Regions from separate parts of the Sus scrofa genome. Here regions 2, 3, 4, 5, 6 and 7 are each linked to region 1. Evidence: chromatin contacts called from public HiChIP or PLAC-seq data. All regions are on one chromosome and are shown on one strand. Each heading gives the region's core, a stretch centred on a gene start, on an enhancer-like site or on the middle of the called end of the contact. The rest is flanking DNA. Distances are from core to core; before and after follow the strand shown. Region 1 overlaps ARID1B (AT-rich interactive domain-containing protein 1B). Region 2 holds the start of ARID1B (AT-rich interactive domain-containing protein 1B). Region 3 overlaps ARID1B (AT-rich interactive domain-containing protein 1B). Region 4 overlaps ARID1B (AT-rich interactive domain-containing protein 1B). Region 5 overlaps ARID1B (AT-rich interactive domain-containing protein 1B). Region 6 overlaps ARID1B (AT-rich interactive domain-containing protein 1B). Region 7 overlaps ARID1B (AT-rich interactive domain-containing protein 1B).

What was found. HiChIP or PLAC-seq counts read pairs in DNA pulled down with a chosen protein or histone mark.
Region 2: a contact with region 1 is called in an H3K27ac HiChIP or PLAC-seq map of skeletal muscle. The contact joins the promoter of ARID1B here to the enhancer-like site in region 1. A contact is called at or near these places in 2 of 5 promoter capture datasets (fetal skeletal muscle and liver), 12 of 47 Hi-C or Micro-C datasets (brain, embryonic fibroblasts, fibroblasts and 5 more) and 2 of 2 datasets of contacts at active chromatin or transcription factors (alveolar macrophages and skeletal muscle).
Region 3: an H3K27ac HiChIP or PLAC-seq map of alveolar macrophages shows a contact between it and region 1. The contact joins two enhancer-like sites. A contact is called at or near these places in 3 of 47 Hi-C or Micro-C datasets (embryonic fibroblasts and skeletal muscle) and 2 of 2 datasets of contacts at active chromatin or transcription factors (alveolar macrophages and skeletal muscle).
Region 4: an H3K27ac HiChIP or PLAC-seq map of alveolar macrophages shows a contact between it and region 1. The contact joins two enhancer-like sites. A contact is called at or near these places in 2 of 2 datasets of contacts at active chromatin or transcription factors (alveolar macrophages and skeletal muscle).
Region 5: an H3K27ac HiChIP or PLAC-seq map of skeletal muscle shows a contact between it and region 1. The contact joins two enhancer-like sites. A contact is called at or near these places in 1 of 47 Hi-C or Micro-C datasets (heart right ventricle) and 2 of 2 datasets of contacts at active chromatin or transcription factors (alveolar macrophages and skeletal muscle).
Region 6: an H3K27ac HiChIP or PLAC-seq map of alveolar macrophages shows a contact between it and region 1. The contact joins two enhancer-like sites. A contact is called at or near these places in 2 of 2 datasets of contacts at active chromatin or transcription factors (alveolar macrophages and skeletal muscle).
Region 7: a contact with region 1 is called in an H3K27ac HiChIP or PLAC-seq map of skeletal muscle. The contact joins two enhancer-like sites. A contact is called at or near these places in 2 of 2 datasets of contacts at active chromatin or transcription factors (alveolar macrophages and skeletal muscle).

What each region holds. Positions count from the first base shown.
Region 1 is chr1:9,991,586-9,995,899 of Sscrofa11.1, reverse strand. The region is part of intron 3 of ARID1B (AT-rich interactive domain-containing protein 1B); the gene reads left to right. Among named protein-coding and RNA genes, the nearest start is that of ARID1B, 230 kb to the left of the region's middle. Within about 2 kb of position 2,224, at least 83 of the 83 cell types and tissues checked have an H3K27ac peak or open chromatin away from gene starts, as enhancers often do. A contact at or near this core is called in alveolar macrophages, brain, embryonic fibroblasts and 4 more, where this site is marked.
Region 2 is chr1:10,225,563-10,229,876 of Sscrofa11.1, reverse strand. ARID1B (AT-rich interactive domain-containing protein 1B) reads left to right here and starts at 2,496. Exons shown (of 21, transcript XM_021071898.1): 1 at 2,496-4,141. The coding sequence starts at 2,522.
Region 3 is chr1:10,206,858-10,211,171 of Sscrofa11.1, reverse strand. The region is part of intron 1 of ARID1B (AT-rich interactive domain-containing protein 1B); the gene reads left to right. Among named protein-coding and RNA genes, the nearest start is that of ARID1B, 18 kb to the left of the region's middle. Within about 2 kb of position 1,986, at least 5 of the 83 cell types and tissues checked have an H3K27ac peak or open chromatin away from gene starts, as enhancers often do. A contact at or near this core is called in alveolar macrophages, embryonic fibroblasts and skeletal muscle, where this site is marked.
Region 4 is chr1:10,179,320-10,183,633 of Sscrofa11.1, reverse strand. The region is part of intron 1 of ARID1B (AT-rich interactive domain-containing protein 1B); the gene reads left to right. Among named protein-coding and RNA genes, the nearest start is that of ARID1B, 46 kb to the left of the region's middle. Within about 2 kb of position 2,138, at least 7 of the 83 cell types and tissues checked have an H3K27ac peak or open chromatin away from gene starts, as enhancers often do. A contact at or near this core is called in alveolar macrophages, where this site is marked.
Region 5 is chr1:9,812,145-9,816,458 of Sscrofa11.1, reverse strand. The region is part of intron 14 of ARID1B (AT-rich interactive domain-containing protein 1B); the gene reads left to right. Among named protein-coding and RNA genes, the nearest start is that of TMEM242, 150 kb to the right of the region's middle. Within about 2 kb of position 2,223, at least 15 of the 83 cell types and tissues checked have an H3K27ac peak or open chromatin away from gene starts, as enhancers often do. A contact at or near this core is called in skeletal muscle, where this site is marked.
Region 6 is chr1:10,159,561-10,163,874 of Sscrofa11.1, reverse strand. All of the region lies in intron 2 of ARID1B (AT-rich interactive domain-containing protein 1B), which reads left to right. Among named protein-coding and RNA genes, the nearest start is that of ARID1B, 66 kb to the left of the region's middle. Within about 2 kb of position 1,739, at least 2 of the 83 cell types and tissues checked have an H3K27ac peak or open chromatin away from gene starts, as enhancers often do. A contact at or near this core is called in alveolar macrophages, where this site is marked.
Region 7 is chr1:10,140,554-10,144,867 of Sscrofa11.1, reverse strand. The region is part of intron 2 of ARID1B (AT-rich interactive domain-containing protein 1B); the gene reads left to right. Among named protein-coding and RNA genes, the nearest start is that of ARID1B, 85 kb to the left of the region's middle. Within about 2 kb of position 2,192, at least 13 of the 83 cell types and tissues checked have an H3K27ac peak or open chromatin away from gene starts, as enhancers often do. A contact at or near this core is called in skeletal muscle, where this site is marked.

The DNA of each region.
Region 1 (4,314 bases), core at 975-3,474:
ATGGAGGAAAAGGCATTTCCAGAGTCCTAACATTTCTAAGCCTAGTGGCTGTTGCTTCCATCAAAGGAGGGAGGAACTTGTCTTTACATGTCAGTGCCCACGAAGGTTCTGTTTCAGGCTGCTCTGTTCTCTTCTCATTCTGCATGCTTTTCTATATTAAGCGCAGTCATCCACTCCCATGAACTCAGCTATCATTTAATTGCCCGTGACTTCATGTTCTTTAGTCTTTAGAATAGGTGCTCTGGCCTGTACTTGTTGCTGCCAGCTGGCTGGCTGGCTCCTCCTTGAGGGTACCACAAGCGTGTGAAAGTAAACAGCCCCAAACCAGACTCTTGAGTTGCAGGTTAATCATGGAACTGTGCTGTCATTCAGCCCACCAAGGTGACTACTCTCACACACAGCCATTATAACTCTGAAAATCGCATTAGGTCCCTTTAAGCATTTTGTTTTCCTACCTTTTTCTTCTGACGTGTGCATACATGCAGAAATACACACATACAGACATACCTACCAAGCAACTGACACAATTTTAAAAAAGCAGCCCAAGACCAAAAAGTTAGCTGTGAGAGGGACAGGAGGAGAGAGAGAGAGACTTCAGGAAGGAGGGAGTAGTGCATATGTAACTAAAGGAATGCCAGCTACTTACGGTTTTTAAAAAACTTTGAAATAAAGTTGAAAACCATTTAGCAAAGTATATTTTAGGAGATTAGTAATATTCAGAAAACAAATGGAATGAATATAAATCTGTTGAACATTCCCTCTCTGATAAAGAATTTACCTATAGATTTGATGCCCTGTATTCTTGTCTTTCAATCCTTGTAGATAGCATCATCTTATATGTTACTCTTTTACACCCTGATAAAAGTGCAGTGCTTCATAAGAGATGTAGTTGGAAGTTGAAAGAAAAAGGCATTGGTCCGACCTATTGTTGGTAAAATGTTGTAGTAACCATGTAATTGTAAATTGGGACCTAAAAAAAATAGATAGGAAATCCAAAATAAAACGTAATGAGCACCATTTTTTATTACCCCAAAGTTTAAAATCTGAGTAAGGGTTTGTAAATTTCTGAATTCTTAGCATATATGCCACCGTGCGTGGTTTTTTTGGTTGTTTTTGTTTGTTTGTTTGTGTTGTTTTTCCCTTAAAGCTTGTATTCTGGGTAGGGTTGAATATGAAATAGTTTCGTATAAACAACAATGAAACCTAATTCTAGCCATTTCTCTTATTCAAATTGAGATTTATAATCTTACACAGTGGTAATTTAAAACTATTTAAACAATTTCCTCAAGATTAATCTTGTTCCTCTAAGTTTTTTTTCAAGCCACTTTTATCCTCCATATAACTTGTTTATAGCTCAAGAATTATTTTTTTTTCATTAATGGTATGTGAGTTTACGCTGTATATTTTCTTTTAATGACGTACTTGATTCCTTAATTTTCTTCCAAAAGGAGATAATATGGCGTTTGTGGCTATAAATTATGTATATAATCTTAATGAGTAACAAAACAGAATGCTGCTTATTTGAGAATATGATAATTAAAGGTATATTTTGGAAAACGAAAACTTTAACTATTTGCCGGGGAAGACATGTTAGGGGCGATCTTTCAGAGGCAGCGGGCTGCTGGCAAGTGCTGAGCGAGCGGCCCTTCCGGCGCCGCCCGTCCTTGCGCCCGGTCCTTCTCCACGTCTCTCCCAGGCGCCGGCTCCAGCTTGCCTTCTTCTGCTTCTCTTTCCTTGCCTGTCAGCCTCAGAGTTAATCATTCATCGTGCTAATAGCTTATCTATTTTTATTCTTTGCCAAAGACTAGCTTTGGAGAGTAGCAAATACTTGAAGCAGAGAGAACCTCTTTCTAGCCAGGAGCCCTAATATTACTGTTTTTATTTCTCCATACATTAAAAACAGCTACGTTTGTTTCGTTTTCATAACCTAGAAACGTTGAGCAGTTTACACATCCAGTGGTTTGAAGTGGCACTCAATTAGCAAAAAACAGACAAATATTTAGGAAGAAAGTATAAAAAAGAAATCTGAAAGGGTGGGTGGTGGGGTGGGGGCGGAGGAGGTGATTGATTTAAGCACGTTCAGAAATTCCCTTGACGCCTGAGCCCCAAGAATCCGGCATCTCCCCTTGGAGGAGCAGCGGCGAGCCTGCGTGCAGGAGCCTGCGGAGCTGGTAGGGCGGCTGGGGCGAGGTTGTGCAACAAAGCTCTGGGAGGGAGCTCCCAGCAGGCACCGCGCCCCGCCCACCGCCCCAGGTTTCCCGGCAGGCAGCCTTCGCCCCGCCTCCCGCCCCCCTCCCCCGCGCGCAGCCCGCGAGCCGGCGGGGGGCCCTTCCAGCCTCACTGGCCGGGGCCTGCCTTTCTGTGGCCATTTTTCTGGGACGCTCAAGCCCTGGGTTCTTTCCCGGGGAGGGCGAGCCCGGGGTGTCTCCTGTGGAGCTTTTCCCCAAGCCAGAAAACTGGCACCTAAGCAAGGAGGTGCCGAGTGCCCAGTCAAACATGGTTTTGTAAAGTTTCTGCTGACACAGCCTAACATTTGAACGAAACACCCCAGCTGGAGTGACGAAGGCGGAGAGTGTTTTTCCTGTGCCAGTTTCATCCCAAATTGCTTCGTTTGCCCCCAACCTCCTCCTCCTCCAGTTTGGCTTGCCAGAATCTGTGTGTTAATTTTTTCCCTCCTTGCTTTGGGGCGTCTCTCGTTGCACTCCTTTATCCCCCGCCCCCGGAGGAACACCGGGTCCAACTTCTTGGGCTGGATGAGTTGCGACTCGTTTTGCGAGATTAAAATGATTGCCTGATGGTGGAAAAGCACAAGAGGAGCTGAGGCGGAAGGTCAGAGCACTGCCCCGGCCTCCAAACATCACCAGGCGGGGCCAGAGCGCAAATCCCAGTTGAAAAAAACCGGGCGGGGCCGGCAGGCGAGGGGCGGGGCAGAGCCCAGGCTGCCAAACATTGGGCGGGGCTCATGCTTGCGGACAGGGGCGGGGAGGGGCCTGAAGCCCAGGCCTATGAGGACTCAGCTGGGCCGGGCGGGTGAGGGGCGGGGCGGCCACCGCCATTGGCCGCTTGGGTGCTGCCAGGAGTCAGGCTGACCCTGGCTGGGGCTGCTTAGACTAGCACTGGGTTTCCATTTGGGTAGTAACTGTTGCTTAGAGCAAAGTACATGCTCATCCACCTTACTTGGCGGGAAAACCAACTCACAGCATTTTTGAAAAGCTGAGAAAAAGTCTAAGCTTGTAAAGTTTCATCTGCCTGTCTTTTCTTGCTGATAATTAAATGCTAAAGAGGCTTTTTGGAATTTTCCCTCTCTGCTGTTTGGCCTTTCTCAGCGTAAAGATTTAATTTAGGGATCGTTGGGAGTTCTAATTGGTCACCTTCTGTAAGAGATTTAAATAGAATGTTGCAATTTAGGTATCCTTGACACTTGCAAGTAAGCTAAACGACACAAAATCATGGTAGATTAAATAATACATGAAGTAATCCAACTAGTGGTAATCAACTATAGCCAGTGGTTTTTAAACTTTTTATTCTCCTCTGTGGACTACATAATTTCCAAAGTTTGTTTACTCAGATGTTGATACTGTTTACGTAAATAGCTTACATAAGGTATGTTTTCTCTCTATCACCCAAGTCAACTTAGTTTTGAAATTCTGGAAATGTAGTTTTGAAATAGTTTATCAATATTGATGTAGAGGCAGAATCTAGGAAATGTGTCTTGAAGAATGTAAGAAATATGGCCTCGAATAGGAGTTCTGAATATTAATATTCTTCTGGTTGCTTTTATGCCATATAATGTTATAAAGTTTATTTTGGTAGATGACTGTGTTGTATTTTCACTTGAAATGTATATACAAACTAGAGATTTTGTAAAAATAATAGATTCTAGCAGGAATGTTTCTAATCCTGATCATAGTTGCTAGCATATGACACTTGCTAGTTCCCCTTTAATCAAATGTTATTTGAGTGTTTTGTTAAAAGGGGTGAGTCATATATCAGTTTATGCTTTTCGTACAACTCTTCACACTATAGTGACTACGAAAAGCGAATGCAGTGTTAGGGCAGCCTTTCATTGGTGACCATTACTGAGCCAAGATTAGCAACTCTTTTTAGGTTTTGAGCTACAGTCTTGTATAATAGTGGTTAAATTGGTACAGATAAGTGAGTTTGGGGTTGACAAGCTTTTAACTCCCTAGCTTTGTGAATATTGAATTAATGGAAAGGTTTAATTTTGTGTATATCTCAGAAATGATATGTATAATTGGAAAAGAAAACAGAACAAACGTTCACATAGGTTGTAGGAATTTGAAAGCAGTATGA
Region 2 (4,314 bases), core at 1,247-3,746, 230 kb before region 1:
ATGGAATTAAAAGAGCGTTCGATATATATACCTCATTTTCTGTTTAGGTTTCATGATTTTTCTCTATGAAGAAAAATTTTAAGGGCCAGAGCTGAACTTGGGTGACTCATTTTCCCCTTTTAGGATTATTTGTGAAAATAAGCCACAAAATATGACTACACTCATACGACTGACTTTGATATGCTTTATCAGTTTGAAAAAAAATGCACTTTTGTGATTATATGTATGTATTTAGCATGACTATGAATGTCACAAAGCATAAATATGTAATTGATTTTAGAATATTTGTATGTACACATATACACAAAACGTATTTCTACTTGCATATGAAAACTTTAAAAATTCAACTTATGTGGTGTAATTGTATAATTGGTATGTATATGAAAATATAAAGGGAGAAAATCTGGGAGAAAATGTCAAAGAGGCACACTAACAAAGATGTAGTATTCTCTTGGCAAAAATTGATGAATTATTTGGCATGAATTCACCTTACAGTTCTGTTATTCTCTCTTATACATGATGCTATAACTCCTGTTTTCCAGTTGTTTGCAGAGAATTGCAATTTGTTGTTTTACACTCTATAATGACCCTTGGGTGTGCACCTGAGTCCCCTCCCCCCAATTAGTCACCAGTTTTTCACATCTATCCTTTTCTATTTAGTCATGTAACATATTAATACTTCCTCAAGCAAACAAAAATAACCCCTGTGGTTGAAATAAACTAAAATAGTCTTTATGGAAAGCTTAAGAATGAGGTGATTTTGGAAAACTACATTCTACCAAAATCATATATGTTATTTCAGCTAGCATGACCTCTTGAAAGCTCTGCTTTCAAATGCTTTCTCTCCATGAAAACTGAGTCCACACTAATACAACTGAGCCATTGTTTAGGTTAAGAAGTCCTGCTTTTGAAGATATTCAGGATGTTACTAGGTGAGAAATTCACAATAAAAAAATTTAAAACATCATAAAGTGATAAAACAATAGCTAATATTAAAAGAACAAAGCATGAACCCTTTTAGCTCTAGGATTAGATTTGATGGATTTATATCATCATTGATTTTATGTTTATTAAATAACATGTTACTTTTTTTTAGTTTTGTCTCACATTGCTTAGAAATGAACTCATATCAAGAGGGTTAATTGTGCACATAACCTCTGAAATACGATGCAGGTATGATGTCATACAGATTTATGAAGACATGAGATAAACCTTTGCAGTCGCTATTATGGCACCAGGAGTTAAATTTCCACGTGCAAGTTGCTGGGAGCATAACGCACCACGCTACGTATTTGAAGACTTTCTCTTCAGAGCGAGGACAGACAAGTGCATGGGAAGGAAAAATGCTCCTTTGGGATTACTTTATGTTTTCATTGATAAGCCTACGTACACATATAAGATGCCTTAAAAAAAGTTATATCAACGTTATTTTTGGGGCAGGTGCAATCAACCTAAGCATTTATTGAGTACCTGCTGTGTACAGGGCACAGCGCTTCTGGAATGCGGCTAACCTTCACTTAAACTCTTTCCTAATTATGCAGTTTAAAGAAGTTGTGGGAATTACATTGACGGCCCGAAATCAAGGCAGAGAGGCTAACATGCTGAAAAATTACATAACTCTTGGGAGAGGCAGTGCTTTTGCACAGATTGCCCAAATATCTTCTTTCTCCGTCGGCTCCTCGTAACCTTTGAGGCCAACAGACAACTTTGTTCCCCAGCCCTTCTCCCTCTTTTGTCTGCTCGTCAGACTCGTTTTCCACCTTTGAATCGTTCCTTTTAGACGTGAAAACAAACACGCGAACGCCCGGTTGGCAAGGAGACGGAGGCACGAGGGGAAAGTGCAGCCTCCCGTCGCCCCACGCCGCCGCGCGCCCGGCGCCGGCCGAGCGGCCCGAGCCCCCGGCCCGGGGCCGCCGGTGCCCGCGAGGCTGCGCCCGGGCGGGCAGGCGGGCGGAGGGCGCCGCGGGCGGCGGCGGCCCGGGCCGAGTCCAGTCCGCGTTTTGCGAGTGCGCACGAGTAATCAGAGAGAAGTGGATAATAGTTGCTCGGGCTCGCTCGGCTCCCTCTCATGCCATGCTGGGCCCGATAGGCTCAGTGAGTCGTGTATTTACCCATATCCGGGTTAGAGAGGAAAAGAGAAAAGTTTCATTTAAACCTGAACTAAAAACTTTCACCATGAAATCACACAGCGGGAACAGGCCCAGACCGTAAGGCGTGACTCCCGGTTCGGCTCCGGCGGGGCCTGTGGAGGGGGAGGGGGCTCGCTCGATTCCCGTCGGGGCGTGTGGATGCGCACAGGAGGGGCCGCAGACTAAAAAGTGGGTTTTATTGTCTCCCCCCGCCCCCCGCCCGGCCTCGCCACGCCGCGGCGATCATGGCCGCGCGGGCAGCAGCGGCGGCGCGGGCGCGGGCGGGCAGCGGCGAGCGGCGGGCGCCCCCCGGGCCGCGGCCGGCGCTCGGGGCCCGGGACCTGGAGGCGGGGGCGCGCGGCGCGGCGGCGGCGGCGGCGGCACCGGGACCCATGCTGGGGGGCGGCGGCGACGGCGGCGGCCTGAATAATGTGCACCACCACCCCCTGCACCCCCGTCACGAACTGAACATGGCCCATAACGCGAGCGCGGCGGCCGCCGCCGCCAGCACTAACAGCGCCAAGAGCGGCGGCTCCGAGGCGGCTCTGAAGGAGGGTGGAAGCGCCGCCGCGCTGTCCTCCTCCTCCTCCGCGGCGGCGTCCTCCTCTTCCTCCTCGTTGGGCCCGGGCTCGGCCATGGAGACGGGGCTGCTCCCCAACCACAAACTGAAAACCGTTGGCGAAGCCCCCGCCGCACCGCCCCACCAGCAGCACCACCACCACCACCATGCCCACCACCACCACCACCATGCCCACCACCTCCACCACCACCACCACGCACTACAGCAGCAGCTAAACCAGTTCCAGCAGCAGCAGCAGCAACAGCAGCAGCAGCAGCAACATCCCATTTCCAACAACAACAGCCTCAGCGGCGCGGGCGGCGGCACGGCTCAGCCCGGTCCCGACATGGAGCAGCCGCAACATGGAGGCGCCAAGGACAGTGCCGCGGGCAGCCAGGCCGACCCCCCGGGCCAGCCTCTGCTGAGCAAGCCGGGCGACGAGGACGACGCGCCGCCCAAGATGGGGGAGCCGGCAGGCGGCCGCTACGAGCAGCCGGGCCTGGGCGCCCTGGGCGCGCAGCCGCCGCCGGTCGCTGTGCCCGGGGGCGGCAGCAGTGGCGGCGGCCCGGCGGCCGTCTCGGAGTTTAATAATTACTATGGCAGCGCTGCCCCTGCTAGCGGCGGCCCCGGCGGCCGCGCTGGGCCTTGCTTTGATCAACATGGCGGACAACAAAGCCCCGGGATGGGGATGATGCACTCCGCCTCAGCCACCGCCGGAGCCCCCAACAGCATGGACCCCCTGCAGAACTCCCACGAAGGGTACCCCAACAGCCAGTACAACCATTATCCGGGCTACAGCCGGCCCAGCGCGGGCGGCGGCGGCGGCGGCGGCGGTGGCGGAGGAGGAGGAGGAGGAGGAGGAGGAGGAGGAGGAGGAGGCAGCGGAGGAGGAGGAGGAGGAGGAGGAGCAGGAGCGGGAGCTGTGGCGGCGGCGGCCGCGGCGGCGGCAGCAGCAGCAGGAGGCGGCGGCGGCGGCTATGGGGGCTCGTCCTCGGGGTACGGGGTGCTGAGCTCCCCCCGGCAGCAGGGCGGCGGCATGATGATGGGCCCCGGGGGCGGCGGGGCCGCGAGCCTCAGCAAGGCGGCCGCCGGCGCGGCGGCGGGGGGCTTCCAGCGCTTCGCCGGGCAGAACCAGCACCCGTCGGGGGCCACCCCGACCCTCAACCAGCTGCTCACCTCGCCCAGCCCCATGATGAGGAGCTACGGCGGCAGCTACCCCGACTACAGCAGCCCCAGCGCGCCGCCGCCGCCGCCGCCGCCGTCGCAGCCCCAGTCCCAGGCGGCGGCGGCGGGGGCGGCGGCGGGCGGCCAGCAGGCGGCCGCGGGCATGGGCTTGGGCAAGGACATGGGCGCCCAGTACGCCGCTGCCAGCCCGGCCTGGGCGGCCGCGCAACAAAGGAGCCACCCGGCGATGAGCCCCGGCACCCCCGGCCCGACCATGGGCAGATCCCAGGTAACCCCCGCGCCGGTCGGGCCTGCTTCCGCCGCGGCGGCCTCGCGGCGCGCCGCGAGCCCTAGTTTCTTTCTTTCCGCGTACTTTTTCTGCGTCTTCTGTCGGGGGAGGCGGGGGCGAGACGCCCAAAGCCATTTTAACTCGCGGCTGCCTCCTTCCGAGGCCGGGCAGCG
Region 3 (4,314 bases), core at 737-3,236, 220 kb before region 1:
GCAGTTATTTGTACGTGGCTGTGACCGAAGTTTCTGGGATGGGCAGGTGATGGACCGGCATGGAGAACAGTGTCTACTAATACATGCCTAATAAATATTTTTGGACGAGAGAAGGGTTGAATGGACGGGCCTACGTCTCAGATCACTTGGTGTTAGGGGTCCAGAAATTGGTAAGTTTAAGAATGAAGGAAAGAGGACAAGTGACCATCAGGGAGCAGAAGATTGGAGAGTAGGGGGAACACAGGCAGCTGGAGGAGAAAATTTTAGAGTGAAAAATCAATAAAATGGAACCGAATGTCGTTATGTGCCCAGAGTGAACTCCTATGGTGGTGAAAGTTGTAAGACAAACCCCCAAATTGGCATATCTTAAGTCCATCAGGGTGTTAATAATACAGCTAAAAGAACAAATGTAAGCAGAAAAATCCTCTCTTTGGTGAGGTCATTTCATGACACATAGTCATGATTATGTCTGCCTTTGCTCTTGCCTCATGGCTGTTCTGGAGGCCGTGGTTTGGGAAGGTGTTAAAAGCACCCCGTCACTAGACCTAGGCGTGTATCTCATTTTGATTTGTACCTACTTAGCCGAGGAACAGCGTCTAGGCTGGCCAGGCCACAGGATGCTGGATGGGTCCGGAGACCCTCTTGGTCCTTGTCTTCCTCATTGTGTCTGATGATCCTTACCATTCAGTACTGGGGAATTTCTCTTTTACGTCCCCAACTGATTCTGTCTTTTAAAATAAAACCAAATCTCATAGCTTTGAAAAAAAAAAAATCAATTTGGCTCATAACCTTGTTTGAAGCAAGTGATGTGAAGTTAAATCCCACTTAACCACTGCTGCAGAGGTTTTTGAGCAGTAGGCAGGATGGCAGCACTGGCTCTGTTCATGTCTATTTCCTGGGTTTTCCGCTTGCATTTCCCTCACCTCCTGCTTGCTCCTAAATTTGAGGCTGCAAGAATTTCCAGACGAGGTATTGCCATAGTGCTGTTTTTAGCTTGGGATTAAATGAAGGCTTTCCTGTCTCTGTTTCCTCTTTTGATTTTGTTTTATTTATAATAATGTATCACTACTGGAGTGCCCATGGGTTTATAGTTTTTGTAGTTAATGCTGACTGTACCTAACCCATCTCAAGCAAATGAATTAACATCCTGTAGGAACCACAGAGAGAAAAAAACAGAACAAAACTGGAAACCTGTTTTTTAGGTTTGTTGCTGAGTGTCACAGGCACATCCTTTTCTCTAAGATCGGACCTTTGGTTTTGTTCGGCCTTCAGGCTTCTGAAGGGCTGGGCATCTTCATTGTCTTTGCAGCCACGTGTTAATCTTGTTCGTTGTGATATGAGGTATCTTTTGCCTGGAAAGCTAACAGCTGTCTACCCGTGTCAGTGCTTTCAGAGAATTTCTGTAGGAATGTATCATTCATCTAGTGCTATGATTTTCGACAGTATAATCTTAACATTCCGAAATAGCTGAGAAAGCCCTAAGAAAATCACTGTCAAAATGCTCATGAACTTAACTCTGTCAAAGAAGAATAAAGCCATCGCCTCCTTTTCCAGGCACAGATGATAGTAATTTGGTTCGCCGTGGTAACCTTCCCCTTGGCTGTATGAAGAGTACAGAGTGGAGAGGTTAGTCGAGCAGCTGTGGGCGGCAGGTTAGAAGCGAGGCACCTGTAGAAGCAGGCAGGTGAGATGCAGCAAGTTCTGCCAGGCCTCAGGGAGGAGGCAGGCTGCACTGGCTGGTCCCTTGTGACCTTCTAAGGGCATCGGGGAGAAGCCGGCCAGGCGGACATGCCTTGGTGTCTTGGAGCACCTTGGGCCCCGTCTGCAGGAGAAACAGGGTTGTAGAGCTCTGGGGACACCCTCCACGCCCCAAGAGATCCTGCGGAGGAAGAGTGGGGAGCCAGGCTTGGACCTGAGTTGATTGCCAGCTACTGCACCACTTTATGTGTACTTGACTCATTCAACAAACAGCTCTCCATGCCTATCGAGACACTGATATCTGTTTAGCACCTGTTGTGTGACAGAGTGTTGGAACTAGGCTTACAGCAGTGAATGAGACCCAGACCCTGCTTCTGGGTTTATCTTCCAGTACAACTTGAGTCCCCAGAGATGGCAGATCCCTGCATCTACCAGGGAGGAACAGCAGCACGGGGGAACTTGAAAGAATCGAAGATTTCATAATAATGAGGCTGTATAAGAATATGTACTGCGGGAATTCATGCTGTGGTGCAGTGGGTTAAGGCTCTGACTGCAGGAGTTCCCGTCGTGGCTCCGAGGTAGTGAATCTGACTAGTGTCCATGAAGACTCTGGTTGGAACCCTGGCCTCGCTCAGTGGGTCAAGGAACCAGCATTGCCGTAAGCTGTGGTGTAGGCCACAGACACAGCTCAGATCCTGCATTGCTGTGGCTGTGGTGTAGGCTGGCAGCTGCAGCTCTGATTTGACCCCTAGCCTGGGAACTTCCATATGCCGTGGGTGTGGCCCTAAAAAGCAAAAAAAAAAAATGGAAAGAAAAAGAAAAGAATCTGACTTAAGTGACTTGGGTGGCTGTGGAGGCATGGGTTTGATCCCTGGCCCAGCCCAGTGGGTTAAAGGATCTGACATTGCAGCAGCTGCGGCTCAGATTCAGCCCCCGGCCCCAGAACTTTCACATGCTGCGGTGTGGTCATGAGAACAACAACAACAACAACAACAACAAAATATATATACTAAAAATTTGTAAAGGAGCTACCGGTTCTTTCTGTAGTCTCTTAGAAATGCACCTCTTGTGTCACAGGATGGTGACATTTTCACTGTCACTGGTTGAAATGGCACATGGCAGCCCCAATGCTGCCTGCATGTCCTCCTCGCTGAGAAGAAGGGGTGGTGCAGACCCAGAGTTCTGGCTCGGACTCCGCAGGGAGACATCACATGGTACCGTAACTTTTGAAGGTGTTCAGTTGCTTTTGAATCATCCTGTATATTTAGTAACAGGCTGTGGTTTTGGACATGTTGGGTTTGAGATGTGTTCCAAACAGCTAAATGGAGATGCTCGTAGGCAGATAGAAAATAGGGATCTGGAGTAGAGGAGGGAGATCTCGGCCCAGAATATAAACGTGGGTGCTCAGCAGGGGGTGTCGGTGGAGCGTGGGTCCATGAGCTTGCCCTTGCCATGTGTGTGAAGAGAGGGGTGCTGAGGAATTCAGGGAGCACTGACGTTTAAAGTGTGAAAAAGGAGCCAGCCAAAGAGCTGTAGAAGGAGATGGAGAATGTAGGGCGTGCTCCACAGAAGCCATGGAGGGCAGAGGTTTCTGGAAGAAAGGTGTGCATAGCTGTGGTAAGCGCCGAGGAGTGGTCAGGTAAGAGTGGGAGCGGATGTCCGGGTCGTTTGGTCATTGGTGACCTTTGGGAGAGCACTCGGGAAGGAGACAAGCAGTAGGAGCAGCAGTGACTAGGAAATGAGAAAGAGGCTTCGAGATGGTTGAAAGAGGGGTGGGGTTATTGGCTTGGTTTCAAAATTAAAAAAAAAAAAAAAAAAAAAAAAAAAAAGACCTGGAAGAGGGGTAGAGAACTCGCCTTTGCTGTGCTGTCTTCCTTGTGTCAGGCACTGTGCCGGGTGCCCCCTAAGTGTCAGTTGTCCTTTCTCCTCTCCCAGTGGACAGACACTGCTGTGGCGGGCATAGAAGGGACTGTTCTTTTCCTTGTGTCCCCAGTGCCTGATGCCTCCCCCGCGGACAGGACTTGCTGTGTGCCTGTGGAGGGCCGTGCCTGTTGGATCGTCTCCTGTTAAATCCTTGCAGCATTCCCTCGTGACGGCTCTTGCATCCTCCTTTTATAGATTCTAAGGAAACGTAGGATCAGAGGGGCACATGTACTTCAACCAAGGCCATGAAATGATGGCCCCAAGAGTCAAGCCTGAGCCAGGTTCACCCTTTATTAAAGGCGGAGGGTATTTCACTAGGTTTGTAGGCTGCAGAAGGAGCTACGTTTTTATAAAAATTATTTATAAACATTTCCAGAAAATAAATTTTGTAATATATTGAACTACAGTGTGTGTTGGGTGCTCTTGATAACCTTTGGCAAGCTGGATTGTGACCTCGGAGTAGTGAGCCAGCTGGTCTCATGGAAATATCTTTGCTGTCTGGAGAGACTCCTTATAATAGGAGTTCCCTGGTGGCATAGCAGGTTAAGGATCTGGTTTGATTCCTGACTTGGGAACTTTCATATGCTGCAGGTGTGGTTAAGCCATTGCCCCTTCCCCCCAAAAGAAACAGGTGATTGTATTTGGGAAATTAGCTCTGGTTTTGGCAATAATCTTGGGCTAAGGCGATGGTCA
Region 4 (4,314 bases), core at 889-3,388, 190 kb before region 1:
CACACACACACACACTCATATACATATAAGTATAAATACATAATTGTATATATTTTATATATATATTTGTAAAGTATCCCTAAGAGTGAAGAATCACAGCTTCTGATTGTTACTTTTTATCGGTAGTTTCTGGAAGTTACTTTATATACAGGTAACAACATATTAATATTTTATTTCTAAAATAAAATATTGCAAGTCTAGGTCCTTAGTCATTTTGAAAAGTAAAAATCCAGCGATATTTTAAATTATTTGAGTCAAGATATGATTTAAAATGTGGTTAGGAAAAAGCACTGTGTCTTCTGTCTTGTTTAATGGTAATGTATGTGTGAAAAATAAACTTCTTTATTTAAAACTACAAATCAAAACATTTATTTCTGATTAAAAACTGTACAAAAGTTAAGGATCCACTGTGGTCACTGCATTGGCCTAGGTCACTGCTGTATGGTGGGTAAGATCTTTGGCCCAGACATTTCTATATGCCTTGGGCATCCCATAAAACCCCCCCAAAACAAAAAAACTGCCCAAATAAAAATTGTCTGTAATCCCATTTTCACAAATACATTTTTTTTTTTTTCTCATCCCTTTGCCCCCTTCAGATTTCATTCATTTCATTCATTCGCCTTAAGGAAACCAAAAGCAAAAATATTGACAGAGGTCACCTTTCCAAGTCAGCGTCTGAGGATTTTGGTTCCTGCCTGCCCCTCCTCGCACGCTGTGAATGGCATCAAGCTTAAAGCACAGCAGTAATTTGATGCTTCTTAGAGCCAACAACAAAACAGCCTTTTCTGCCTTGTCTGATGTCTTAGGAGTGTATTTCTTTTTCTTCTTTTTTGCTTCTTAGGGCCACACTCGCAGCATATGGAAGTTCCTGGGCCAGGGGTCAAATCCGAGCTGCAACTGTCTACCCACACTGTAGCTCACAGCAATGCCAGATCCTTAACTTACCGAGCAAGGCCAGGGATCAAACCTGCAACCTCATGGATACGAGTCGGGTTTTGTTTCTGCTGAGTCACAGCAGGAACTCCCAGGAGTCTATTTCTTGATCCTTCCTATACTTTTTTTTTTTTTTTTTTTTTTTTTTAAGAGCCACACCTGTGGTGTATGGAAGTTCCCAGGCTAGGGGTCCAATCAGAGAGCTGTAGCTGCTGGCAATGTGGGATCTGAGGTGCCACTGTGACCCACACCACAGCTCACTGCAAGTCTAGGTCCTTAACTCACTAAGCAAGGCCAAGGATCGAACCCATATTCTCATGGATACTAAGTCAGGTTCGTTTCCACTGAGCTACAACGGGAACTCCCTTCCTGTACCATTTTAAAATGTGGCAAATATTCCTGATTGACACAAGAAGAACTTACACTGTATTTATAACCGGATTTGAAGTTTCAGTGTTCAGGTCTTAATAAACAGGTACTGTTTCGTCATTAATAGAAGTAAGAAAACTTGGTTGCGTTTTTCCCCTACCTCAGTCTCATGAAGGCACACAGAGCATGATACAGTAGAAGGAACTGTGGGCCTGAGTCAGGAAACGTGTGTCCCCGCCTCAGCTCTGCTAGTTCTGCAGCCTTGGGGTGAGTCCCCGCAGCTCCAAGCCTCCATGACGCCACCTTCGGTAATTGGATTCTGTGGTGGTGGTGACGGCAGTAACTGAGCATCTTGGTACTTTCTGGCTTGGAGAGGAATGTGAATGAAGTGAGGGAAGAAACTTTGGTGCCCGGCTCCTGTTTTTGACTTAAATTGATTTTAATGCCATTAGGAGGAGAACTTCACTATTGCACTTGACGTTCCATGCATCTTCTGCATGTGTGTACAGAATCAGTGTAGAAATTAGTGAGTTTTACTTTTCATTTTTGAGAACATTGTATTTCATGTGATCAGTCCTTATTCCCAGGCAGTTACGGAGTTGCCATGTTTATTCTAAGTCATTTGTGCTATGTGCTAAGTGACATAAAAGGTCAAAATGTGGATGTTGCCATCTTAGTCTGCTTGGGAGTTAAGAAATAGCGCATGACAAATAAAAAAAAATGTTCATGAGTTAAATATCAATATGGGGCAACTCAGAAGTCAGTTACAAGCTGCATGGGACAGATTGCAGCAGGTCCCTCAGATAGTGTTACGGGGCGTGTGGTGAAGGGGGAAGCTCTGTGGTCCTTGAACCAGGGCTTGAGAGAGCGTGGGTTTAGGCCAAGAGGAGAGCAGGAGATCCTCCTACATGTTTGTGCTGAAACTGAGAGTGGGTTAGGGGGTTGGAGGAGGCTGAATGCAGGACAGCTGTGTCCCATCCACCCCCACTCCACAGCAAGCTGTGGTCATGTTTGCAGGATGCCTGGGGAAAACACAGGCCTTGTAGAGTTCTGCTGAGGCATCATCCCAGAAAAGTCAGCGTAGACTGCTTCCCGCTATGACGGCCGCTGCGTACAGGTCCCTGTGGCTGGCCGTGATCCTCATCAGCTGGGTTTTCACGTGGCTGTAATTCACGCCCATCGCTCCTAAGCACTTGACATTGTCTTAGAAGTACTTTTTCCGTGTCCCTGTCTGTTCCACTATGCTGGTATATTGTGGATCATTCTCATATTATGTAATCGTTTATTAGTTGTGTTGTTCCAGTTTTCTTTGAACAGTTAGAGGCTCTGAGATCCTTTTAGTTTTCACTAATTCTACTTTCAGTATTATCATGAGCCGGGTATCCTTTTTCCCACTTAGTGACTGAGAAAACTAAGAAATAAGCACCGTATTCGGAGTCGCACAGTGGTAATAAGTGGTGGATAAGGGCATGGACCCCAGCTGAGTCCAAAGCCCATGCTTGCCCCACATGACAGACGATGCTGCCAGGCTGTCTCCCTTCAGTTTTAGGAGTCAGGATAAACAGCACTCCTGCCCCATTTGAGCGAGTATTGTAGTTGGAACATCATTTTTAAAGCTTTTGCTTAAAGCTTTTTGTCATATTCCATAAAGAGTTCACCACTGCTTTATACCCACTAGTTCAAATACTCATTGACTCACACTCTGGGTTTTATTATTTTTGTTGTTTCGTATGTAGTGGGATATTACTTCAGAAATTTTCTCTAGTTGTTGGTAAGACAGGAGTTCTTCCCAAATAATTCTTCAAAATGGGAAGAGTTTCTTTTCTGAGCTCTTGTTTAATCCAGGTATATAGATACGGACTGTGGATCATGAAGATATCGTAGTTCCTCTTTCTGTGGGTTTTTCAGTTCCTTTCTTCAATTTGTGGTTTAAGGAATTCGGCTGAAAAATTGTGAAATATTGTATTCATTAATAAACTATCTCATTAACTTGGTATTTAGAGGTGAATACAGTTACATAGATATCTTTGTTATAAAATACATGTGTAGGCATACTCAGAAAGAGTGATACTGAGGGAGCCTCTAAATATAAAAAGCATCAAGTATATCTGAAGTTTACTAAAAATACAATGACTTCTTCTTGAACTTGGATAATCTTTAAAGCGTAGTTAGATTTCCAGGCGAGCCTCTGAAAACCTATTTAAATGCCTGTAATACCGCCTAACTGTGCTACCTAATATATTTAGAATCTATATTCAAATAGATATTTAAAAAAATATGCATTGTACTCCTTCTTGTTTAGTAGCTCCAGGGATGGGAAACCTTCCGAGGCTTTGGAGGATGTAGGTAGCAGTGGCAGCTTCCCAGAAGGAGATCCAGGAGAGAGGTGTGTGTGTGTGTGTGAGAGAGAGAGAGAGAGAGAGAGAAACTCATGCATATATATAAGTACATATCTAAATACATACATATCTAAAAACTTGAGTAAGGAGGAGTTATAAAAAAGTCTTATCAAGTAATACAGTTCATTAAAAGCCAGTAACTAAACCGAGACTAGTTAAGACCTCTTTGAAAATGGGTTGTACACATTGTGACTTTGACAGCACTCGTCTTACTTTCCGGAGTTGAAGTCCAAACGTCAGCAGTTGCGGAATGGTACGTGGAGAGGGTAGAGGGCCTGGGATGGCTTTCGAGAAGTATTTGAGGACTGTTCTTACTGTGGATGATGGCTCTGATATGACGTGCATTTTATGTGAGGGTTGAAAGTGGTGATACTCTGGAATCGATCAAAAGGATGGATGATGAAAACATAAAATCATTTTGGGTTAGATGTGAATATGAGAAGTGACTTGTTTTTTGTGGAAAAGTCTTAGATTTGATTTGTTTTTTTTTTTTCAGTTTCTTGAAGAAGAGAGTAGTAAAATGCAGGGGTTGAGATCCTGCAGTTGTGCATATTTAGTGTTAAAAATAGCAAGAGTACACAGCGGGATGAATTTGGATTGTGGATGAATATTT
Region 5 (4,314 bases), core at 974-3,473, 180 kb after region 1:
ATGTGATCATTCTGGGAGTGCCCACTGTGGCGCAGCAGAAATGAATCCGACTAGTAGCCATGAGGATGTGGGTTGGATCCCTGGCCTTTCTTGGTGGGTCGAGGATCCGGCGTTGCCATGAGCTGGGGTGTAGGTCGCAGATGCAGCTCAGATCCCGTGTTGCTATCTGTGGCTGTGATGTAGGCTGGCAGCTGTAGCTCTGATTCAGTCCCTAGCCTAGTAACTTCCATATGTCACAGGTGCAGCCCTAAAAAAGCAAAAAAAAAAAAAGATCATTTTACTGTGTGTTTCTGGCCACATTCGAGCCCTGTGACGATCCACACTGAGACCGTCTTACACGTGGGATGGGGCTGATGGTACCTGCCCCTCTGCCAATGCAGGCTGGTTCCACAGTCAAATGATAGCTGATTGCTAGTATTTCTTGTGCACTTACACTATGTCAGGCACTTTTCTAAGTGCTTTATCATTTAATATTCATATTAGCCCTGCAATACAGATAATTGTTCTAAAATCCCGGTGAAAACTAAGGCACAAAAAACCTAAGCAAACTGGCGTATGATCCTGTCGCTAGCGAGTGGAAGAACTGGGTCTGATCCTAGGCGCCTGGCTCTCATGTTCTGCCCGTGCCCCCCACACCTGTGTTTAAAGTCAGAGTGTGACAGGTAGACTCTACACATAGAAAGAGTTGTCTGTGAGCCAAAGACATGAGTTTTTCCTCTCTTAATTATTTCCCTTAACTGACAGCTGGATGGCAATGCCAGTGTCTAAGGTCGCGAGTCCAGGAATCTCACGCAAATGCTCTTTAGGCCCAAGGGGCACATGTAGTGAGCGTACCTAGACGTCGATGTGTTGGTTCTAAACACAAGAAGACCTCCTCCCTACGCCCAGCCAAAGACTCACAGCCTTTGCCAGTTATGGTTTACTTTCAAAACTGTGAAATCTAATTTTAAAACGCTCACAACATTACATTCAGTTCACAGAGTAAAACAAGCTGCCTATGAACAGCTCTGAAACGATTTTTCCAAAATAAAAACCCGGTGGGGTGCAGGGACCAAAGTGCAATGTCTGCAAAGATCTAAAGGTATATTTTATTTGCCGGGAAAGAACTCGCGTTGCTGAACGGTCTGTCCTCCTGTATGGAGAATAGCTCTCCCAGGGAGCATCGGCTCAGTGCAAGAAACCCCGCCGAGGTGTAGGCACTTCAGCAAGTACAGGGCCTGTCCTCCTACAGTCAGCCCCCGCCCCCCATTTTTTTTAAAACTACCGTTTTTATGGCAACATTCCCGCTTTAACTGCACAAAAGAGCTTGGGTTGCAGATGTGCTCCTGAGAATACGTTCTTCTCAGTGGTCCAGAAGGTGCCCGAGTCACGAGAATCAGGAAGCAGGGAGGAAGGTGCCTGAGCTGAGCCGTTCAGCCAGCGCTCGGGCTGCGGTCTGCTTGGCTTATGTGCTCTGCAGAGAGACGGACACACGGACTGGGCAGGAGGGCAGAGAATAACATCAGCCTCTCAGCCAAAAGCCAGGCCTTTCCTCCAGCATCTGTGGCCTCTTTGACTCCAGAACTTTCATTAAGGAAAATGTCTCCGAAACATCTTTCTTGTCAGAGAAGCAAAACAAATGATCCCCAGTGATTTGCCATGTCAGAGTCTCACACGCTACAAAAATTCTTCACACTAATCTTCCGCCAAAGTTTGTGTTCTTTGAAGTCAGTTTTTCCCGTAAGACTGTAACTGTAGTTTATTCCTTACTAGCCCATCCTGGCAAACAACTAAAAGATTCCTAAAAAACATTCTAGATTGTTTTTTCAAATGGTCGTGCTGAATCAGTTTAAATCCTAAATGCCAGTAATGACTTGGCATTCTACATCGTGCCTCCAGATTCCAGTTTGGATGTGATGTGCCTGACACGGATCTGAAATTCGGTCCTGTCAGCCCCTGAGAGGTCCAGCCCCTTAGCCGTGGGGCTGCACCACCATCTCCACTGTGGAGTGGCTGTGTCTTCTAGGGACTGAGAGCAAGTCAGCCAGAGGAAGCCTCCGGAATGAAACCTAAGCAAGACCTGGGGGGTACGGTTGCACCTCGGATTTGCTTATAATAGACTGTAAAGTTTCTAGAGTCCTAAGGAACAGCCAGAGGCATCGCCTCCCCAGGTGGCCTGGGCCTCCCCGAAGCTGGAATGGGGTGGGGAGGGGAGGGAGGTGGCGGGAAGCTCCACATTCAGTTAGTCAGTCTGTAACCAAAAACTCATCCATCTTTGCTGGCAGGTGGCTGACTGCATTTCTATTATTAGCTGACAGGTGATGTCACAAAACTTGTCATGGATCCAACTAGGGAATCCTCGGTGGAAGACAGATGAGAAGGGGGCTCGGGTTATACACAAAGGTGCCCTCTGGGTGACCTCTAGTAGCTGCAGACCCAGGACGCATCAGCTCTTCCTCTCTCCCCACCCAGCTTCCCACAACCCCAGCCAGAGCTGGGGCAGCGGGTTCGTGCTGTGTAAATTATCTTCCCAGCCAGGAGTCTGGCTGTACAGTCTGAAGTGTGTGAATGTACTTAACCTTCAGTAACCTTTCCATTGTTTACTTTCCAGTATACATTTGTAGCTTCTGGCAAAAAGTAGGGATATCCTAGAGAGCCAGCCTCCTCTATTAATGGAGCTTCAAGAGGTTGCATTCATTTTTTTTTTCTTCCTGAAAGGAAAGGAAAACACACTGGCAAGAGGGGAGAATTTTTCCTTTTATTTTTTTTTTATTAGCTGTGAATGTGCCTACTTATAAATAAGGCTGATTCCTAAATCATAGCCTTGTGAGCCGTGGTCCACGGGAACCGTACAGGCTGCTGTGCGCTCTGGTTCTTGACCCACGAAGCCGGCTATTTCTCCTCTCAGCTTTATGGGGCGGTCATGTCTGAGGGTCATCCTTAATGTATTTTTGAATGACTATTTTTTCTTTTATTATATTTACTTTTTAAAGATGCATTTCCAGGGTTTTACCAAATTTTGGTTTATAAGCATGAATTGGTAAGTTTCTGTTTTAAGGTATCTACATCCAAGAAGGTGTCTACATTTAAAATTAGCCTTGGAGTTCCCTTTGTGGCTCGGCAGGTTGGGACCAGACCAGGTATCCATGAGGATGCAGGTTCGATCCCTGGCCTCACTCAGTGGGTTCAGGATCCGGCGTTGCTGTGAGCTGTGGTGTAGGTCACAGATGCGGCTCGAATCTGGCATGGCTGTGGCTGTGGCTGTGGTGTAGGCTGGCAGCTGCAACTCTGGTTCGACCCCAGCCTGGGAACTTTCATATGCCGCAGGTGCAGCCCTATAAAGAATAAAAGAAACTAGTCTTCCTAGGAGTTCCCTGATGACACAGCGGGTTAAGGAGCCAGTGTTGTCACTGCAGTGGCTTGGGTCGCTGCTGCGGCTCGGGTTCGATCCCCGGCCTGGGAACTTCCATGTGTTGCAGGTCATCCCCGAGTCACTGTGGTCCTAGGCACCCAGGGGAGACGTGACGGAACGCAGTCCCTGTTGGTGGCCATCAGTATTCATTCAGGACCTCGTCTCGCTAGAGAGGTCTGGCTTGGGCTGAGGCTTCCTGAGTGGAAGCGACAGACTCGCTTCCATTTCTCACCCTCTGTAGCGCATCGCTCAGCTCCAGCTTCCTCGAAAGGGAGTCGTGGGTGGTGGTAACTGAGTCTTCATAGGAAAGAAACTATTGATGATAATATGTGCAATATCAGTTTTTACAAGCGGCCAGGAATTCTGTGTGTTACAGTTATAGTCCTGAAAGTATTTATTGTAAACCGTCTGAGGGCAGGAATTGTCTTTCTCTGTCAGTTTGGTGCATGTAGAAAATAGACTCCAATATAATAAGTACTTTATTTATTCAATTAATTTTTTTTTTTTTTTTGGTCTTTTTGCCATTTCTTGGGCCGCTCCCGTGGCATATGGAGGTTCCCAGGCTAGGGGTCAAATTGGAGCTGTAGCCACTGGCCTACTCCAGAGCCACAGCAACGCGGGATCCGAGCCGCGTCTGCAACCTACGCCACAGCTCACAGCAACGCCGGATTGTTAACCCACTGAGCAAGGGCAGGGATCAAACCCTCAACCTCATGGTTCCTAGTCGGATTCATTAACCACTGCTCCACGACAGGAACTCCAGTATTTCTTTAATTAATAAATGAAACCAGTATTTGTTGAACACCTAATGCCAAGGACTGTGATAAAGCAAAAGAGCCCTTAAGATACTGTTTTTCCTAAAAAGTGGGGTCAATTTTTTTTTTTTAAGAATTCCACTTAAGCTTTAAAAAGATCTGCTCAAT
Region 6 (4,314 bases), core at 490-2,989, 170 kb before region 1:
AGGAAACCCTGCCACCACCCCAAATGCTCAGCATGCCGTTATAGAAATCAGCCCGTTTTCCGGTAGGGATTTACTGCCGGAGGGAAGAGAAGTCCTTCGCAGTGGAAGTGTGGGGGCTGAGAGATGGGCCCGAAGCCCTCTGTGGTGGGGGAACATTCTCCATCCACGCTCACCCTGGAATTATGTAAAAGTCAGTGTTTATTTATGGGAAGAAACCCTTAAATGTGACATTTAAGTTCTCCATAAGTGGAACTGATAAGTGGAACTCGCTATTCTGGGTAGACGTGCCTTGTGGGGCCAGAGCACGTCTGTGAAACCTGGCTTTTCGAAAGGGAGCGTTGTGGATGGAGGTTTGGAAGAGCTGCTTCCACCCACTCTGCCCTGTAGCTTGTTTCCAAAAGCGGTGGTGGTGGTGACACCCAGAATGAAAGCCACACCTAGGAATAAAGGAAGGTAATAATTTAGATTGAGTTTTTAAAAATTATTGCCATGTGGTTTACCTTTGCGCTTTTAAGGAAGTATAGGAGTGTAGTGCTTCAGGATAGATGTCCTCTCATCGGCCTCCTGCTCCCCCTCGTTATTAACAGCATTTTCTTTTTTTTTTTTTTTTTGTCTTTTTAGGGCCGCACCCACAGCATATGGAGGTTCCAGGCTAGGGGTCCAATCGGAGCTGTAGCTGCCGAGCTACACCACAGCCACAGCCAAGGCAACTCGGGATCCAAGCCACGTCTGTGACCCACACCACAGCTCACAGCAACGCTGGCTCCTTAACCCACTGAGTGAGGCCAGGGATCGAACCTGCATCCTCATGGATGCTAGTCAGATTCATTAACTGCTCAGCCACGACGGGAACTCCACCATCATCTCCTCGAGCCGGTTCTCTTATTGGTAAATTGTGAGACAGTCACTAGATGACACTAATAACAGTCCTGGTGTCAGGTATTGCAGTTAGTACTTTTATGTTACACTCATTTAATCCTTGTCACACTTGCATTTCTCTGCACTTTATGAATCATAATAATAGCTAAGGTTTGTCCAGGGCTCATTCTCTATGAGCTACTTCTTCTCTTGCCTTACCTGGGTTAACTCTCTGCATCCTCAGGACAGCCCCCGGAGGCAGGTGCGATGATCCTCGGTGTATAGATCAGGAAACTGAGGCGAGAGATGCTCATCAGGTTGTTCAAATCTACGTGCAGCTGAGTGGCAGAGCAAGGACTCCAGATTCTTGGCACTTTAACCCTGGACGCATGCTAGCACTACATTTCATGATGCTGGTACAGCTGGAATGCTTCTCATCACTGAGACTAGAATTCATTTGAGTTTTTGAATAATAAGACCGATTTAATTAAGGAAGCCTCATTTTGACATTGAATGTTAGTTTCATGCTCCTTTGTGACTTTTACCAAGTTGAAAATTGAATGTCACCTCCCCTGTCTGTCACACTTAGAATGAGAGGAGGGTTTCGTTTCATTTTGTTTGAGGTGAAATCCACGGAACATAAAATTAACCACTTTAAAATGTACAGTTCAGGGGCATTTAGTGCAGTCCATGTGGTGCAGCCATCACCTCTGTCCAGTTCCAAAACATTTTTGTCACTGAAAAATGAGACCCTTGTGCCCGTTAAGACTCACCTCCTGGTCCCTCTTCCCCTGGGTCCCTTCCCCCTGACACCCACTAACCTGCTTTCTGTCTCTACGGGTTCATCTCTTCTGCATGTTGCGTATAAATGGAATCCTGTCACATGCGACCTTTTGCGTCTGGCTGCTTCCCTCACTTGACGTAATGTTTTCAGGGTGCGTCCCTGTGGTGGCTTATGTCACTGCCTCCTTCCTTTTTTTGCTCAGCATCATTCCTTCGGGTGGATAATACCACATTTTATTTATCCCCTCATCTGTTTAGCTCTTGTGTACAGTACTCTTATCAACATGTGTGTACAAGTGTTCGTTTGAACGCCTGTTTCCAGTTCTTTGGGGTATGTTCCCAGGTGGAATGGCTACGGCATATGGTAAGTCTGTGGTTTAACTCTTTAAGGAACTGACAGGTTGTTTTCCCCAGCAGCTGTACCATTTTACATCAGAATCCCAGGATTTTAGCGTCGCTCTGGTACTTACCGAGGCCAGGACAACTTGCCAAACCCTCTCTATGTGTCATCTCGTGATTCTCACCAAATCTCTGAGGTGGGTAATACTTTCCAGTGGGGAGACAGATTGGTTAGGTAGCTTGCCTGAGGCCATAGAAGCACTAGTAGAGAATTCCGTTTTTCCTTTAGACAGTGTAGCCTTCAAGACCGTCCAGCCCAGGGTCTCTCCCTGTGCCGTCCTTTCTGCTCCTGTTGGGCAAGATCATTTTGGGTGGCATGTATACACACCATTAAATAATACTGGGTTACACAGTCAGAGTTCTCTTGTACATTTTGACTTCCTTATGAACTGCAGTGTGCTCTGACACCTTTCCAGAATTTCACAGCTCCTCCTGTCCTTTCTTCTTTTTCAAAAGAGCAGTCTGAAAGCCTTGGGCAGACATCAATATCCAGGTAGAATGTAACTAGAGTTTATTGTCTCTATAATATTTATTTTTATAACCTATTTCTGGCAAGTAATGCTGGTTTTCCATTTATGGGAGTAAATACAGTTTTATTATTAAATAAAATTTTTGAATTAAAAAAGTAATTCACTTAGAGTTCCTGTCCTGGCTCAGCGGTTAATGAACCCAGCCAGCTAGTATCCATGAGGACCAAGGGTTCAATCCCTGGTCTTGCTCAGAGGATTAAGGATCCCGCCTTGCCCTGAGCTTTGGTGTAGGTTGCAGACGCCACTCGGATCTGGCGTTCCCTGTGGCTGGCAGCTATAGCTCTGATTCCACCCTTAACCTGGGAACCTCCACATGCGGAAAGTGCAGCTCTAAAAGGCCAAAAAAAAAAAAAAAAAAAAAAAAAAACGGTAATTCTCTTAAAAAAGAAAAAAACAAAACTAGTTAATGCTGTTGAGTTTACTCACTTGCAGTTTAACTCAGCACATATATTTTGAATGTCTACTCTGTGTTCTGCACTGTAGCAGGCACCGGGGAATATGAAGATGGCGATAACCACGTCTTTGCTCCTGAGCTGCTCTGCAAAGAGATCAGTGGAGCGGCAGTATGTAGTGAGTGCAGGTATTGATGGTGACCCCGGTGCTGTGGCAACGTGCAGGGCACTTCACTGAGTAGGGACAGGTAGGGGGATGTGGGGAGAGTGTTAGACCTTAGGTGTGAGTACAGACTGATGCTCATTATAACAGGTCTCTACTGACTTTTTTGTTTTGTTTGGTCTTTTTAGGGCCCCACCTAAGGCATATGGAGGTTCCCAGGCTAAGGGTCGAATCAGAGCTGTAGCTGCTGGCCTACACCAGAGCCACAGCAACGCGGGATCTGAGCCGCGTCTGCAACCTGCACCTCACACAGCTCACCCCAACACTGGATCCTCAACCCACTGAGCAAGTCTAGGAGTCGAACCTATATCCTTATGGATACTAGTCAGATTTGTTTCTGCTGAGCCACGATAGGAACTCCTCTACTGACTTTTCTCCCCCCTTTTTTGGCCATCCCGTGGCATATGGGGCCAGGATCAGATCCCAGCCACAGTCCAGACCTAAGCTTTAGCTGCAGCAACACTGGATCCTTAAGCTGCTGTGCCAGGCTGGGGGTCGAACCTGTCTCCCGGTGCTCCCAAGATGCTTCTGATCCTGTTGTGCCATAGCGGGAGCTCCTGTGCTGAATTTTTAGAATTGATCTTTTGGATTCAGATAAATACCATGATCTCATAATCTCACACGTCTGTTCACTTTTTTGTTTGTTTATTGAATAATAGAATGTGATTAAGGTCTTTGATGGTTTGTTCACTTAGTTGGACATTTATTGAGAATTGTAGGAGAACTCAAAATACACTCAAGGAAAGACACGTCTGTGGGTCCTCAGAAGGAGGTGTGCTGAGTGCCTGTGGTCAAGATCTGGACAACATGCCGCCGTGGGGAAGGGGAGACAGCTTCCCGGAACAGTGGACGTTAGACCTGGATCTTGGAGTAGGAGTTTGCTGGGTCTGGGAGAGGAAAGCGGGGGTGCCTCTCGGTTCAGTTAGGCTTCCAAGGGATTTTTAAGTGGATTTTTATGGAATTTTTCACATTTTATTTTTGTACAAATATAGAATCTTTTATTTCTTCTTCTGGTGATTCCAAATTTTCCTTTTATCTTTGTCCATCATGGTGCTTTGATGGGTCTGTTCAGAAAGTACCAGGGCTCCTGCATGAATGATGGCAGGATCTTGTTTGATTTTTAAGCGGA
Region 7 (4,314 bases), core at 943-3,442, 150 kb before region 1:
ATATTTAGGCAGTGTTTCTGATAAAAGTTCTAAAATAATCACTTTATAATTATATTAAGATGGAATATTAATAATCAGGGGTTCCCTTGTGGCACAGCTGGTTAAAGATCTGGCATTGTCACTGCAGCAGCTCACATTGCTGCTGTGGCGTGAGTTTGATCCCTGGCCCAGGAACTACCACATGCCGCAATGTGGCCCCCCCCCCAAAAAAAATCCAGCCAAGCAATAAGTTAGCTAGATGAAGACTGACTAAAACAATGAAGCTTTAAGCTCATCAAAACAGTTGTTTTGAATGGAGCCCTAAATCTGGGGTGTGTGTGTGTGTGTGTGTGTGTGTGTGTGTATGGATGTGTGTGTTTATTGTTTTAAAGTAACAGAATTAGAGATAGGAACATATAATCCATTGATTTACATTAGAGAAATTAAAATTAGCTTTAGAATATAAGAACTAGCTGACTGCTCTCTTATTCATGGCATCCGTAGAGATGCTATAGTATTCTTATGACAGAGACAGTTGTTGAAAATACCATCATGAAAAATAGTGGTTTGTTTTTTGTTATCACATTCAAAGGAAAACTTCTGGCTATATAGCCTACTGTTTTATGTACTGTAATTGTAATTTGTAACTGTGTTGATGTAAATTGGTTGCTGAGTGTCCATAAGGCAGTGGGTTCCGGAGTCATTCTGGACCTCAGTTTCTTTGTGAGGTTGTCATGAGGTTGAAACGTGTTCATATATTACTGGTTTCTTAGAACAGTGCCTGGCGTAGGGCAAACTCAGTGTGTGCTGCCCATGTTAACCCAAATGAACGTAATTGCAGATACCACATGGAAAGATGGATGTATGCTTAAACACACTGAAATACGAGTGACCCTTGAACACCGAGGATTTGAGATCCCAAGTCTATTTATATGCAGGTTTCTTTCCCTAAATATGGACTACAGGAGGCACAGTTGATTGAACCTCGGAAGAAGAGCTGCAGATTTAGAGGGCTGACTGTAAAGTTATGCTTGGATTTTTGGTGCCCCAACCCCACATCATTCAAAGGTCACCCATATCTGAATGCGTAGAACCGTATGTCCACGTGTGCGTGTTTCTATGGTGATCATATAACCTACATATTCAGGACACTTTGAATGATGTTAATATAAATACTTGAAATTCCCCAGTGTGTGGCATGTGCTGTTTTTAGCATTTTTCATAATTTAATTCATGCCACTTCAGAGTGATTCTATGGTGTATATACTATCTCATTTTATACACGATGAAACAAAGGCATGGAGAGATTAATAACTAACTTTCCCCCGTACTTGCAGCGGAGAAGCTCCAAGTCAGTGCTGCTCCGTACTCTTAACTACGAAGCCATGCTGCCTCCTCAGCATCACATGTTGGATCTTGTTCATGTATTGGATTCTCATGTTTGGCTCACTCTCTTAGAGCCATACATGTTCAGTGTGTGTGTGTGTCATAGCCCATATATGTGTGTGTGGGGGGGTTTGTGTGTGTATTCTTACTCACACGAATATCACACACACATGAAAATAAATGCTAGCTTTAAAAAATGCTTAGGTCTAGTAAACCCCATTGCTTAAAATACTTTGCTTAAATGTAAATCATACTGTGTTGAAACTATAGCATAAAGGGAAGGTACTGGGGGGGAAAGCTAGAAAAACGGTTGATGCAGTATCTAAAATGAGCATTTGAGAGATTGAAGTGTTGATGATGTAAGGTTAAGATGGGGTCTCTGACTTGACTAATTTATTCCGAGGTTGTAATGGCCCAGAAATGCCTATGGTTGAATTTATGGGTGTCCCGTGGTGACAGCTGTGATTGAGGGAAACCTGTATTTTCTGCCGTCGAAAAGTATCACAACCAAAATATCAACATAGTAAGATTTAAACCAGTAATCTCACTTGAACTTCATAGTAGGCTTGTTAAATAGTGCCTGGAGTATTACCATTTCCCAGAGGAGGAAATTGAGGTTTAGGTTAAGTAACATTCCCAGGGTTATACACTTTTGAAGTGTCAAAAGGTGATCCTAGGTTTTCTGGTGACAAAAGTATGTTGTTTTTTCTGTTACCCACAATTTCAGGAGAATGTCAGAACCCAGTTTTCCTCCCTATGTAGAGGCAGTGTGTAGCCCCTCTGCAGCTTAAATGCCAGGCATAAGCCACTTGAAATTAAAGGACAGGTGGCCCAGTGGATAGAAGGAGAGGCCCTGGTGTGGCCATGGCCTGGGTCCAAACTTCTGGTGTGGGGGTTCCGCCAAGCGCTCCTTGTTTGCTGCTCCTTGTTTGCATTTCTGGGCTCAGTGTCAGGGAGGGCTTTTTTCCTGAAATTTCTGTTTGAACTGGAAATTGAAGGTGGAGCTAGAGTTGAGAGGGGGGCTAGAGAACCACGACCAAGGTGCCGGTCACCTGTTCTGGAAATGCTTTCATTTTCATTTTTCTTTTTTAGTTCGACTTGAAGAGAAAAGAGGCAAATAGCTTTGTATTCCTTAACCAGTACAGTAGTCAGTTTTGCATTTGAAATACAAATGAATGTCTGATTCGTTCCTTCTCTGTTGTCCTTTAAACTTTTGGCCTTAAACCTAATGTGATGGTGTCGTGCAGCGTAATCCCGGTGTTGATGCCATTGGCACTGCCACCCGTTGTCTGATTTGGGGGCCGTAATGGGTTTCAGAGCCGGGAAGAGCCCTCCTTCTCCTTCCTTTAAGTGTTAGTATTTGGTGACTTAAATAATTTTTAGTTTTTCATTTTTTTTTTCTTAAACATCACAGTGTTTACTGTCGTGTTGTAGAGCAAATGTGAAAAGGAAACTGTTGAACATTTATTTTATAATTTATACGCCAGCATTTTATATGGAGCCGTGAGTATGGCAGCTTTTCCATTTGTGTCACTGGGACGAAAGCTTTTCTAGATTAAAAACTGTAGGTTGCAAAACATGTGGTTTTTTGCATGTGCAGTTATTTCTTTTTCACTGAGTCGTCCTTCCAAGCCTGGTCTAAATGTGCTTGAAAATTACCATCTGCTCCCTGCAGTTTGGAGAGGGCACAGAAGGACTAAGGTGGAGAGCTGTCACTTCTAATATTTTCATTCAAACTTTCGCACCCTTCTTGTCTAGTTATGTAATTGCAGCAGGAATTGCTTTAGCCATTTGGTCTTAGCCTAATTTTTAAAGGGTGGGGGGCACAGGCAGAGACTTTTAAAATATGATACCGTGGAAATTTGAGAATCTGATAAACCATAAAAGGACTTAGAATTTAACGTCACTGCTCAAGAAGGTAGTGGCTAAGTCCATTGCATAAGCGAGATGAACGCTTTTACCTTCGGATACATTTTCTTATGCAGAATTTGCTTTCTTACCCATTTTTAATGCTATATTCACAAATTTCATTTTCTAAAGTTGGTATAGCATAGATTTAATGATTTAATAATCTTCGTAATCTTATTTAACATTCAAAATCTATTATAGATAATATTGGAAGGACTTTCAGTTACCTGCATAATTTATTTTTTTACTGTCCCTTTTTTAATATTAAAAATTGATCTATTTTGGTTTTGATTGAAATGAACAGTTAACAGTAGGATTTGGAAATGAAACATGACGGAAGCCTGTTAGTGTAAACTGCCAATAATTTCTAATAGTCAGGAACAAGAAGACCATTAAAAAAATGGGATTTATGCCAATAAAAAGGTAGTAAGATAAAATGATAGTATTACTGTAGTCCAGAGCTGTAAATTTTGCTCTTCCTGCAAGTTAATTATCTAACATCTCTACCAAGATGAAGACAGTAGTTTTACCCTTTCATTTTCTTGGGAATTATCATGAGAGAAAAAAATAATTCCAGTCTTCAGTTGCAAAATGGTGGGTTTTACTTCCATTTAATGGAGTCTTCAGTAACTCCCACCAAAGATACTTAGTTAAGATGTCGATAATTGATTTTTGAGGGACAGCATTCTGTACTTCTCATAATTAGAACAGAGAACCTAAAACAGAAATCCTCTTTTTTTCCTTGCTATTTTGTTTCTAGCCTGTGACAACCTGAGTCTCTTTAGAAAAAAGCCTCTGGGAGTTCCCGTCGTGGCGCAGTGGTTAACGAATCCGACTAGGAACCATGAGGTTGCAGGTTCGGTCCCTGCCCTTGCTCAGTGGGTTAACGATCCGGCGTTGCCGTGAGCTGTGGTGTAGGTTGCAGACGCGGCTCGGATCCTGCGTTGCTGTGGCTCTGGCGTAGGCCGGTGGCTACGGCTCCGATTCGACCCCTAGCCTGGGAACCTCCATATGCCGCAGGGGCGGCCCAAGAAATAGCAA